Regions from separate parts of the Xenopus tropicalis genome. Here region 2 is linked to region 1. The links are chromatin contacts, called in public Hi-C maps. All regions are on one chromosome and are shown on one strand. Each heading gives the region's core, a stretch centred on a gene start, on an enhancer-like site or on the middle of the called end of the contact. The rest is flanking DNA. Distances are from core to core; before and after follow the strand shown. Region 1 holds the start of klf3 (Krueppel-like factor 3). Region 2 has its middle 21 kb from the start of tmem128l.

Region 1 (5,291 bases), core at 1,434-3,933:
AAATGCACTCATTATAACATATCTGAGATTTTGTTACCAACTTTACACAGAGCAGTTGGGTTTCCTGGTATAAAAGGTAATGGTATCAAATGTCCCAGGAATCATGTCATGCCAGTCAAACACACAGTTTGTAGTTAATCTCTTCCCTGCTTCCCTGTAGGGCCCCACAGTAGGGCCCGAGTAGCCCCCCTTTCTGATACAAACACCTCATCCCAGCACAGCTTCGCCCACATGAGTGAAGGACAGGGAGAGGGCAAAGTCTGCTTTTTTTTTAGTTATTACAACATCAAATAGACAACAACTCCAAACTGGAAAGATAGTCAAGTGATAAAAATCAAGTGCAAACATCAGCCTCAAAGCACACCATCAGAGGAGCGAAACCGCACTGCTACCACATTCTGTGTGGGACCTTCCACAAATGGTAAAAAAAAGTGAAGTACGTTCTCTGCTTTTCTGGCAGGTACAAAAGGAATAACCATAAAGCGACACTGTGTGTCTGTAATGGAATTTACTTTAAAATAGTATATCAAGCTATAAATGCCCCATCCCTTTCTTGATATGACATAAATGCCCCATCCCTCTCTTTATATGAGAGGGGAAAAAAAATAGGTGTACGTCACTTTTATTTTCTTTTTAAATAAATATGTTTCACGCAGCTGTGCACACAGGTTAATCGTAGCTTATCAGTATGTACATGTTAATATATACACATTAGCGCTCGCTGATAAAAGTTCCAAGGTACTCTGTTGTGTATCTGCCCTATGACACATTACACAAATAGCTTTTAATACACACACAGTCGCAGGGAAAAAACATTTTTTTCGTTAACACTTTCAATCAAAAATGTGATTTGCAGACAGTATCATTCCAGCTGCTGCTGAACATAGTTACATAGGGTTGAAAAAAGACCAGAGTCCATCAAGTTCAACCCTTCCAAGTAAACCCAGCACACACAACCTATACACTCACATACATAAACTATATATACAAACATTAATACTGACTGTAGATATTAGTATCACAATAGCCTTGGATACTGTGCTTGAATCCCTTGACAAACTAGGGGTTGACTGGAATTCAATGATGATTGTTGGAGTTTAGGGGGTGAAATCACAGATCATTATACATTTACCCATAGCATTTCTATTTATATGATCCGGTAGAGGTGCTCACCCACCGCAAGCGGAGTTAAACAACAACTCCCAGCAACCCCTGTCAGCCTTCAGGATCCTGCTCGATGCTGCCATTTAGAAATAGCTACACAGAAGTACAACGGGGTACCCCTTATCCCGTAGCACTGAACTTGCTGTAGGGCAAGGGTTAATGCCTGTGCCACCAATGAATTTAAAATTATTCCCGTAGGATTATATTTTAACAACAATATTTTAACAAACAATTCAGACGTGTTTTTCATGTATTTTTACTGAAACTTTTATTTAAAAAAAAATTTAAATTTGATTCCATCATGTTCTCTAAAATTTAGTGTAATAATCCATCGCCAATAGGTAAAGAAAGTGTACAAACAAGGTGTGAATATATTAACCCTATATACCAGCACTAGTGAGTATCCAGCTCTGTACTGAGGGGCACATACAATATGAACGCTAGATATTAGTAATGAATGATTTCGATATATGGCAGTCAGTTGGTGGATTTAAGGTTAAACAGGAAAGGAAAGAATACACAAATAATAGTTTAAAAATAATGTTTAAACAAAATAATTTTTTTGGGGGCAGTCATTTCCAAAATAAAATCCCAAAATGAAAAGAAAGAAAAACTGAATAATTGCTTAGATTACTGCAGGCTGCGCCATGATAATAGTTCATTTTTTAGGTTGAAATTCCATTAAAATGTGCCAGTGTGACACAGTGATGCCCTTTATGCCAGTGAGGTATTGGCCGGAGCACAATGAGTGCCTGTGGGACAGTGGCCGCACCGCTGCTCAGGGTCCCAGGGCACTGACAAGCACTGTGTGCTCATTTAAAGCCCCTCATCAATCAGTGTTTTGTTAAGCAGCCTGTTCCCGCAGAGCATTTCTCCGGAATGAAACATGGAGAGACCAATGTGCACCCAGCACTGTGTCAGCTGATGGCAACTTCAGTGTGTCCTGGGAATCGTGCCCGCCACAGACAGCCAGGTGATTAGTGCCAGCCGGAGAGGCACAGACTAAGCTCCACTCAGCAGGCAGATTCCTTCTCCCAACAGCAGGTCATGTGTCTCCTTAATCCAGCATGGAAAGAGGTCACATCCATAAGCACCAGGTGACTCCCCCCACCCCAACAGACCCAGGCAATAATTACCCCCCACCCCTGTTACCAGATACCCACCACCAGCTTCAGTAGAACCTCCTGACTCTCCAGGTCCTACAACTAACAAACAGCAGCACTTTGTAAGAAAGACACTTACTGTGATACAGGGAGAGGGGGGAGAAAGTGAATCTTCTCTATCCTCAGATAAATATTCCTATTACTCGTCCTGTAGTGAGCAGAGAAAGGGCCGCTAAGTGCAGAGGTCCCGGCGTGAGAGCAGGCACTGGCTCCCAGCGGCTCAGCTTTACTTTGTGTCTCTCACATGAGCAGGACGCCGGTGTGTGGCTGCTGAAGCCTCAGGGTTAGGGACAAGCCTCTAAGGGATGGGAAACTCAGCCAGGGAGGGAGGGATAATCATCAGAGCTGCACACTAGCAACAGCCGGCAGGGTGGGGCAGCTCCAGCCCCATGGGTGGAGGGAGGATTAGGGTGGAGGTTTTGGACGAGTCAACATTGACACTTTCATAAATATATATTTACAGAGCATGCAGCCTCACCCCTGCTGCTGCTGCTGCCGCCGCTGCCTCCTCCCTTCCTCCACAGACCTGATTAAAGTCTAGGAGGCTGCTATCCTGCTCACCAACCCAGCAGCAAATGGAATCAAGCTGAGCTCCAAAGTTTCCTCTTAGTTACTCTTTAACCCCCCAATGCAGCATGGCAGTGCCGATAAGCAGCTTATATTTCCCACACTCTATGGGTGGTGTGAGGAACGTTAGGGAGGCAATTGGATTACATTACTAACTCTAGAGTCTGCCTTGTAGGATAGATGAGGTGCTGGTCACTGACAGGTAGGAAGGTCTTACTGAGAGGTGAAGCCTAAAGTGGAGCACCCAGCAATGTATTCAGTGCTTTGGATCGCCAGGGTAGGGGCTGATATGTAAGAATGTTAGGACAACTAGTAAAGCAAGTTATAATTAGAATCACTTACATAGGGTGTGCTTGCAATTATAAAGATATATGTTTCTTTCATTTTGTATAATAGCTGGCAGATATCCAGTCCGGGATGTGAGTTGTACACCAATAAAATCTTCGGTTGGGCATACTGCAACCTTGAATGGTTTTGTTTCTTTTATCTGTCATGTGTCTGCTGTTTGATAGCAGATTGGGCTCAGAAAATGTGCCTGTGTAAACTTTTAGGGGTTATGGGTTCTGTTGGTATGCTTCCCCACTGGAAAGAGAGCCTTGCATGGAGACTTAAATGCCCTGTGTGATGTAGCTCGTAGGGAAAAAAGACTCCGGGTGATTTGGGGCATTTTGCATACCATGTATTTTAGTAGTTCAGTAATAGGGGAATCATTGGACAAGAGCTTCGAAAAGCACTTTTAGGATAATGAGAGCTCACTGCTGTGTGATTTTGGGGTATTTTGGCCCCACTTGTTTGGGCTACAAAAATAAAAAAAGGCCTGATGCAAAACCACATGAGGAATGGAAGTATATGCTATCCATATTCTTTACCATTTTCTGTTCAGTTAAAGAATGAATAAGTTTTATATCTTTCTCTGGGCAATGGGACAGTAGTTGCTTTGACTGCCTACACCTAGTGGTCATAGGTTGAGTCCTTGAGGTGTTCCGGGCAGAGGTCCCCGCAATGTGTGCTTTAAGCACCATTACCCATAGTTATTTTTTGAAAGTGATGAGAGGCCCCACATACATATAAGAAATTATATACCCTCTGTTGTAAATTATATGGATATACCGTGGGAAAATAACAAAACTTCAAGTTAGATATATACTGTAAGTAGCTGCTTTATATATCGATATACTGTATATATAACTCATTATTCTTGGCTTTTGTGAATTATACATAAATATCTATTAGCCCTCATTTTTTAGCTTTTTATGTAGTATTGCTGGTCTGAGAGCGACTTGATGGTACTCATATATGAGCAGAAATTGGCCACCAATTCTGTTTCTCTTGACCCATATTGGCAGCCCAATACTTGTCAGTCTTGCCAGGAAATCTTCACAGCCAAGAATTGTATAAACTCTGTATGAACCTCTCCATTTGGTTTATTTGTCTCCCCATCAGTGTAGTTTAATATGAAAGAAATATAGCTGCCTGAATTACTGATTGATAAATACAGCCGATTAAACTTGCTATGTAGATCTCTGCCCCCAGCAATGTACAACAAGGAGAAGCCTTATACTAACAGTAAATACAAATACAGATTAATACAATGCTGATAAGGGACTGGCTCGTCTGAGTTGATAGTGAACAATTTTTTAATTTCCTGCACGGCTGTGAATTATTATTTTTTTTTTCTTCCCTCCTGATTTTAGAGACTCCTGCCATCTCTTTCCTGAGTGTACAGATGGGCACAGAGACAAGCTCACCACACTGCTGCCCAGCCTTGGGAGGAACCTGGTTTTTGTTTTTTGGGGTTTCTGGGAGGGAGAGGTGTGCACATGGCACATCTGCTAAAAGGCACTCCACCTAGAAAAGACTACAACAAAAACAAGAGACAGCAACACCCAGAGCTGAAGGGGAAGGAAGGGAGGTGCTCTGAAACTCTGCAATTCTTCAAATGCGCTCTCATACTGACTGAGATAACTGGGCTTAACCCCTTGGTGGTGCACCCCACTGACCATGATATCATGATACTCAGCTGCTGTAACTGGGAGTGTGACACCTATTTCTGGGACTTACCTAGGGGGTGTTGGGGGCTTTTAATCCCCCAATGCTCATATGGGTTAACTATCAGTAGAACTTCGGGTCACTCTTTCGCCTGCTAACAATTTACGAAAAGGGCAGTATTTACACCTTCTGTGGTTGTTTGCTTTTTAACTATGTACCCCTGTTAGATAATATTAGCCAAAAAAAACAGTGTTAAATAGGCATAAATAAAGTAAGTTTTGTCAGTGAGAAAGTTCTTAAATCAGAAAAAGGCACACTTTGACTCTGCATTTGCAAAACTATAGCTCTCAGCATCCATAGCTCATACTCTGGCTCCAGACTGTCCATATAGGGGTGTTTGTGCTATAC
Region 2 (5,124 bases), core at 25-2,524, 47 kb before region 1:
ACCTGCAGTCACGTGCATCAGTGATGTCATTACTCTTGAAGCAATCTTAGGCTGCAAGGACAAGAATGAAAGCCGCCCCTTGTGTCTAGTGATAGGTGGATTGTATTTCTGTCACTGCAGTTTCACATGGGTCGGTAGTGGCTCAAATTAGTGGTTTCTTCACTGGTGTGACATTAGCTTTAGGTTTGTGAGCCCTAAATATGTTTTCTTTAACTTTTCAAGCGCCCAAACTATCTGCACTTATCCTATATATATATATATATATATATATATATATATATATATATATATATATATATATATATATATATATATATATATATATATATATATATATATATATATATATATATATATATATATATATATATCTATCCTATATATACATTTTTTGTAAAATTGAGTTTCTAATTTCAAGGGAAATTAGAATCTGTTAAAATCTGTTGATGAATCAGAGAATTTGTTGAAGGGCCACCATAAAGTTATGCATTTCCACTCCGGTTTACTCAGTCCCACTGATTAATCCCAATTTCTCTGATTTTATATTAGACCCTTGATGAAAAACTTTGGACATGCCTTGGAAAATTACATATTTAGTTAATTTTGCAAGTGAAAAGTAGGAAACAACAACAAGGAACATGATAGTTGATGCATATGTAATTTTCCAGATCGGAGTCTGTACCCCTGATACTTCCCATTCTTCGTCTAAATGCTGGGAAATTGATGGACATTATTGCTTTTTGTTACAGCGCCACCTGCTGGTCACTTTCAGAACATAAAGTAGTCAAGGATGTAGTCAGGAAGTTGTCAGGAGAAAGAAACAGGCTTGATCTGATGTTCTTCTGTTTAGGAAAAATGTGTTATCTGAGGTTTCTAATGTCTTTCCTAACCAGAAGAATATCAGATCAACCCTCTTTCTTTCTCCTCGACTAGTTAATGTTCTGAAAGTGACCAGCAGGTGGCGCTGTAACAAAATGCATTCATCTTAACTACTTCACCCTTAATATCTTGGAATAAAAAAAAAATGAATTTATATTGCAGAAGTGCTTAGCATAGCACTCTCATCAGTTTTACATCAACTTATTTTAAAGGCTTACTTTTTCTTTAAATGTTTAATTTAATTTGTACCCATGTGTTCTGAGTGTACATGTATTTTCTCTTCATACATTTTAAGTATCGTCACATATTCCTTGAAATGACATTTACTGTGAGAGCCACTTGGTGGCAATGTGTGCTCAGAAATACAAGGAACAAAATGATTTGTCATGCAACTGCAGCAGCCGAAGTGCCATTTGTTGGATAGCCCTGGTTTATCCAGATGAGATTATTGTACACTTTCATAAGTACAGCAGTGAACCCCAGTCCCCTTGCCGTCACATTGACAGCACAGATAGACACCCAGCGTCCGAATATAGTGCCCCCAGGAGTGCTGGACTTAGACATTATGAGACTGGCTAGGTGGGGAGCTGCTCATGGAGGGGATTATGGGAGACATGCTGGGACATGGAGCAGTGGCATTTTTTATGTAAAAAAAAGGATATTCCTAAACTACACACTGACAAAGCTGTTAGGGAACATACGCCTCATTTAGTTTTCTAAGCTGATTTGGGTCCCTTCTGAGAGGGATGGAAAATATTGGTGCACTAGGTCCTAAGAATGACATTTTGTGCCACAGCATGAAGGGGCCACTGTGGAATTTAGCATTGATGTGTTATTAACTAGTGAATACAAGGGGTGGAAGTGATAGTGGGTAGAGGGGCATGAGTGACTAGGGTCAACAAGAAGTAAATACTTGGACCAAATCTCACACAGGGAGCCATGTTGGTCTAGCAATGCCAGTGCCTGCAGGCTTTATGTGGCTCCCAGCGTTGCCCTCTATCCAAAATCTAAATGTATCTGTACTAGTAAATACAACATAAGTCAGATCTGCAAATACCCATCACTAATATGATTGGTCTCTTATGTCAATAAGATACCGTATATACTCGAGTATAAGCCGATCCGAATATAAGCCGAGGTACCTAATTTTACCTAAGAAAACTGGAAAAACTTATTGACTCGAGTATAAGCCTAGGGTGGGAAATGCAGCCGCTACTGCTAAGTTTTAACAATCGAATTATTTAATAAAAGGACACTCACAAGTGCTTACATGACTACCATATTAATAAACGTAGGTGGTACAGCATGCAATCCCCCCCTAAAAAAACAAACTTTTTTCAGTAATTCACCTGACACTAGTGACATAACTAAGCGCCAGAACATGATGCAAGCAAGTATGGCTGATGGGCAACTGAGGGGTCAGCTAGCAGATATATCCTACTTGGATCTTCCACTATTGACAAGGATAATGTTGCTGCTACACCGTGCTGCTTGGACTTTGTGGGTTAAGCTAAAGTCAGCCTTATACACAAGCAAATTTGTCTGGTAACACTTACTTATTGTGCCAATTCATACAGCATTTAACCATTCAAATTCAATTTTGGACATTGATATCTGTATTATGTATTAAGTAACGCTATGTGCCGTATAGGAGCACTGCTGGATTACTTGTCCTACCAGCACATCCGGCGTCCGATTATGCGCGCTGGCACATCCGGTGGCCAATCATGCGCAAACCCCCCCCCCCGCACGGCGCCCGATCATGCACGCATGATGCATCGCGCCACCATGCATGATCGGTGCCGCACTGGGGTGGTGGAGCGCGCTGCGTGCATGATCGTGGAACGGATGGGCAAGTAATTCAGCAGTTCTCCTATTTGACTCAACTATAAGCCGAGGATTCCTTTTTTAACACATTTTGCGTGCTGGAAAACTCGGCTTATACTCGAGTATATACGGTAAGTAAATTTACTTCTCCGTGACCTGTACACCAAATCTAAATTGTAAGCTTCACATCAAAGGATCCCAGGTTGCCTTAATAAAGGTGAACAGCTCTACTTGCTTTCCTTTATGTTAAAATAACCCTAGTCTCAGAACCTTTGCGATTGGTGTTGTTGAATTATTTGACTTTCTCTAATGCCTTTTTCCAGTTTGCATATGGTGGTCAATGACAACCTACAAACTATTGCTCTGTGAGGCTACGATTTTATTGTTATTGTTACTTTTTATTACTTATCATTCTACTCAGTCCCTCCCCTATTCATACTACTTTTTCTCATTCAAACCACTGCCTGGTTGTTAGGGTAAACTGGACCCTAGCAACCAGATAACTGCTGAAATTGCAGATTATTGAGCTAATAAACAATGTAATACCAGGAAAAATAAAAAATGATCAATCGCTGCCCAGGTGCTTTGAGTTGCTAAATAAGGCCCATTGTTGGGCCTACATTTCCGAATAGTAATACAGGTATAGGACCCGTTATCCAGAATGCTCGGGACCAAGGGTATTCCGGATAAAAGGTTTTTCTGTAATTTGGATCTCCATACCTTAAGGGGCTGATTTACTAAGACACGATTTAGAATCCGAATTGGAAAAATTCCGATTGGAAACGAACATTTTGCAACTTTTTCGGATTTTTTGCGATTTTTTCGGCGTCCTTACGATTTTTGCGTAAAAACGCGAGTTTTTCGGCGTCTTTATGATTTTTGTGTAAAAACGTGAGTTTTTCGGCGTCTTTGCGAAAGTTGCGCAAAGTCGCGATTTTTTTGTAGCGTTAACACTTGCGCGCAAAGTCGCGCCTTTTTCGTAGTGTTAAAACTTAAAAGGCACGACGTTTCGCGCAAGGAAACGCTACGAAAAAATCGCGACTTTGCGCAACTTTCGTAATGGCTACGAAAAACTCGCGTTTTTACGCAAAAAGCGTAAAGACGCCGAAAAACTCGCGTTTTTACGCAAAAACGTAAAGACGCAGAAAAACTCACGTTTTTACGCAAAAATCGTAAAGACGCCGAAAAAATCGCAAAATTACCGATCATTACGAAAAAATCGGACGCATTCGGCCCGTTCGTGGGTTAGTAAATGTGCCCCTAAGTCTACTAAAAAATCAATAAAACATTAATTAAACCCAATAGGATTGTTTTGCCCCCAATAAGGATTATTTATATATTAGTTGGGATCAATTAAAAGGTGCTGTTTTATTTCTACAGAGAAAAAGGAAATTGGCTTTAAAATTCTGAGTCAATGGGAGACGGCCTTTTTGTAATTCGGAGCTTTCTGGATAACGGGTTTCCAGATAAAGGATCCTATACCTGTATAGTGATATATATTCTCAGCCTGCTGGTTAATTTCGATTGGCTATCTATGCGGATCTAAATTACCCTTGATGCCAGTCAGATTAAACAGAATCCTTTGGATTCTCTGTGTGAATATGTAACAATGCCACATCTATCTGAGGAGATAGAAAAGCTTCATTTCAGTCCTTCCATCTTTTTTGAGTTATTTTTCATATTTAGGTTTATATTTATATTCTTATGTATGCATATGTTTATTAGACATTTATTCAATATGGGGTATATTACATCTTAGGTGCTGATTTATCAAAATTTGAGTTTGGCTTTTTTTCATGATTCAAGAAAATATGAATGCAGATATACTCGAGAATATTTTTAAGAACCACCAATAGTCGGTACAGGTATAGGACCCATTATCCAGAATGCTCGGGACCAAGGGTATTCCGGATAAGGGGTCTTTCCTTAATTTGTCTACTAAAAAATTAATAAAACTTTCATTAAACCCAATAGGATTGCTTTGCATCCAATAAGCTGGGATCAAGTACAAGGTACTGTTTTATTATTACAGAGAAAAAGGAAATAAGTTTTAAAATTCTGAATTATTTGATTAAAATGGAGTCTATGGGAGACGGGCTTTCCCGGTACCTTGCCCCTCCCTTGGGGTAGCTGCTTACCAGGCAGTAGAGGATCCTCTGAATATGAATAGCCAAGACACCGGTTATGATGATGAACCGGATGAATTTGCTTTATTGTGAGCAGGCAGGACTCCCAGGGTACATTACATGAACAGTTATGGTGACACTTCTCTTTTAACTACTCTCTTAGAGAACCACTTTGACACAGCATTTATGTGCAATGTTAAAGGAAAACTATACCCCCAGAATGAATACTTAGCCAACAGATAGTTTAGGCTAATGTCAGATGAGGTGATTTTTTAACTCTCTTGGTGGCTGA

What was found. A called contact is a pair of places that touch in the nucleus more often than the background predicts.
Region 2: a Hi-C map of liver shows a contact between it and region 1, with 2.1 times the contacts expected there. The contact joins the enhancer-like site here to the promoter of klf3 in region 1. A contact is called at or near these places in 2 of 5 Hi-C or Micro-C datasets (brain and liver).

The regions. Positions count from the first base shown.
Region 1 is chr1:35,670,975-35,676,265 of UCB_Xtro_10.0, reverse strand. klf3 (Krueppel-like factor 3) reads right to left here and starts at 2,683. Exons shown (of 6, transcript XM_002938648.5): 1 at 2,407-2,683. It overlaps LOC105945533 (a long non-coding RNA gene), which reads left to right and starts at 1,744. Exons shown (of 2, transcript XR_001169092.3): 1 at 1,744-2,261; 2 at 4,589-5,193.
Region 2 is chr1:35,716,646-35,721,769 of UCB_Xtro_10.0, reverse strand. No RefSeq gene overlaps it. Among named protein-coding and RNA genes, the nearest start is that of tmem128l, 21 kb to the left of the region's middle. Within about 2 kb of position 1,274, at least 1 of the 11 cell types and tissues checked has an H3K27ac peak or open chromatin away from gene starts, as enhancers often do. A contact at or near this core is called in liver, where this site is marked.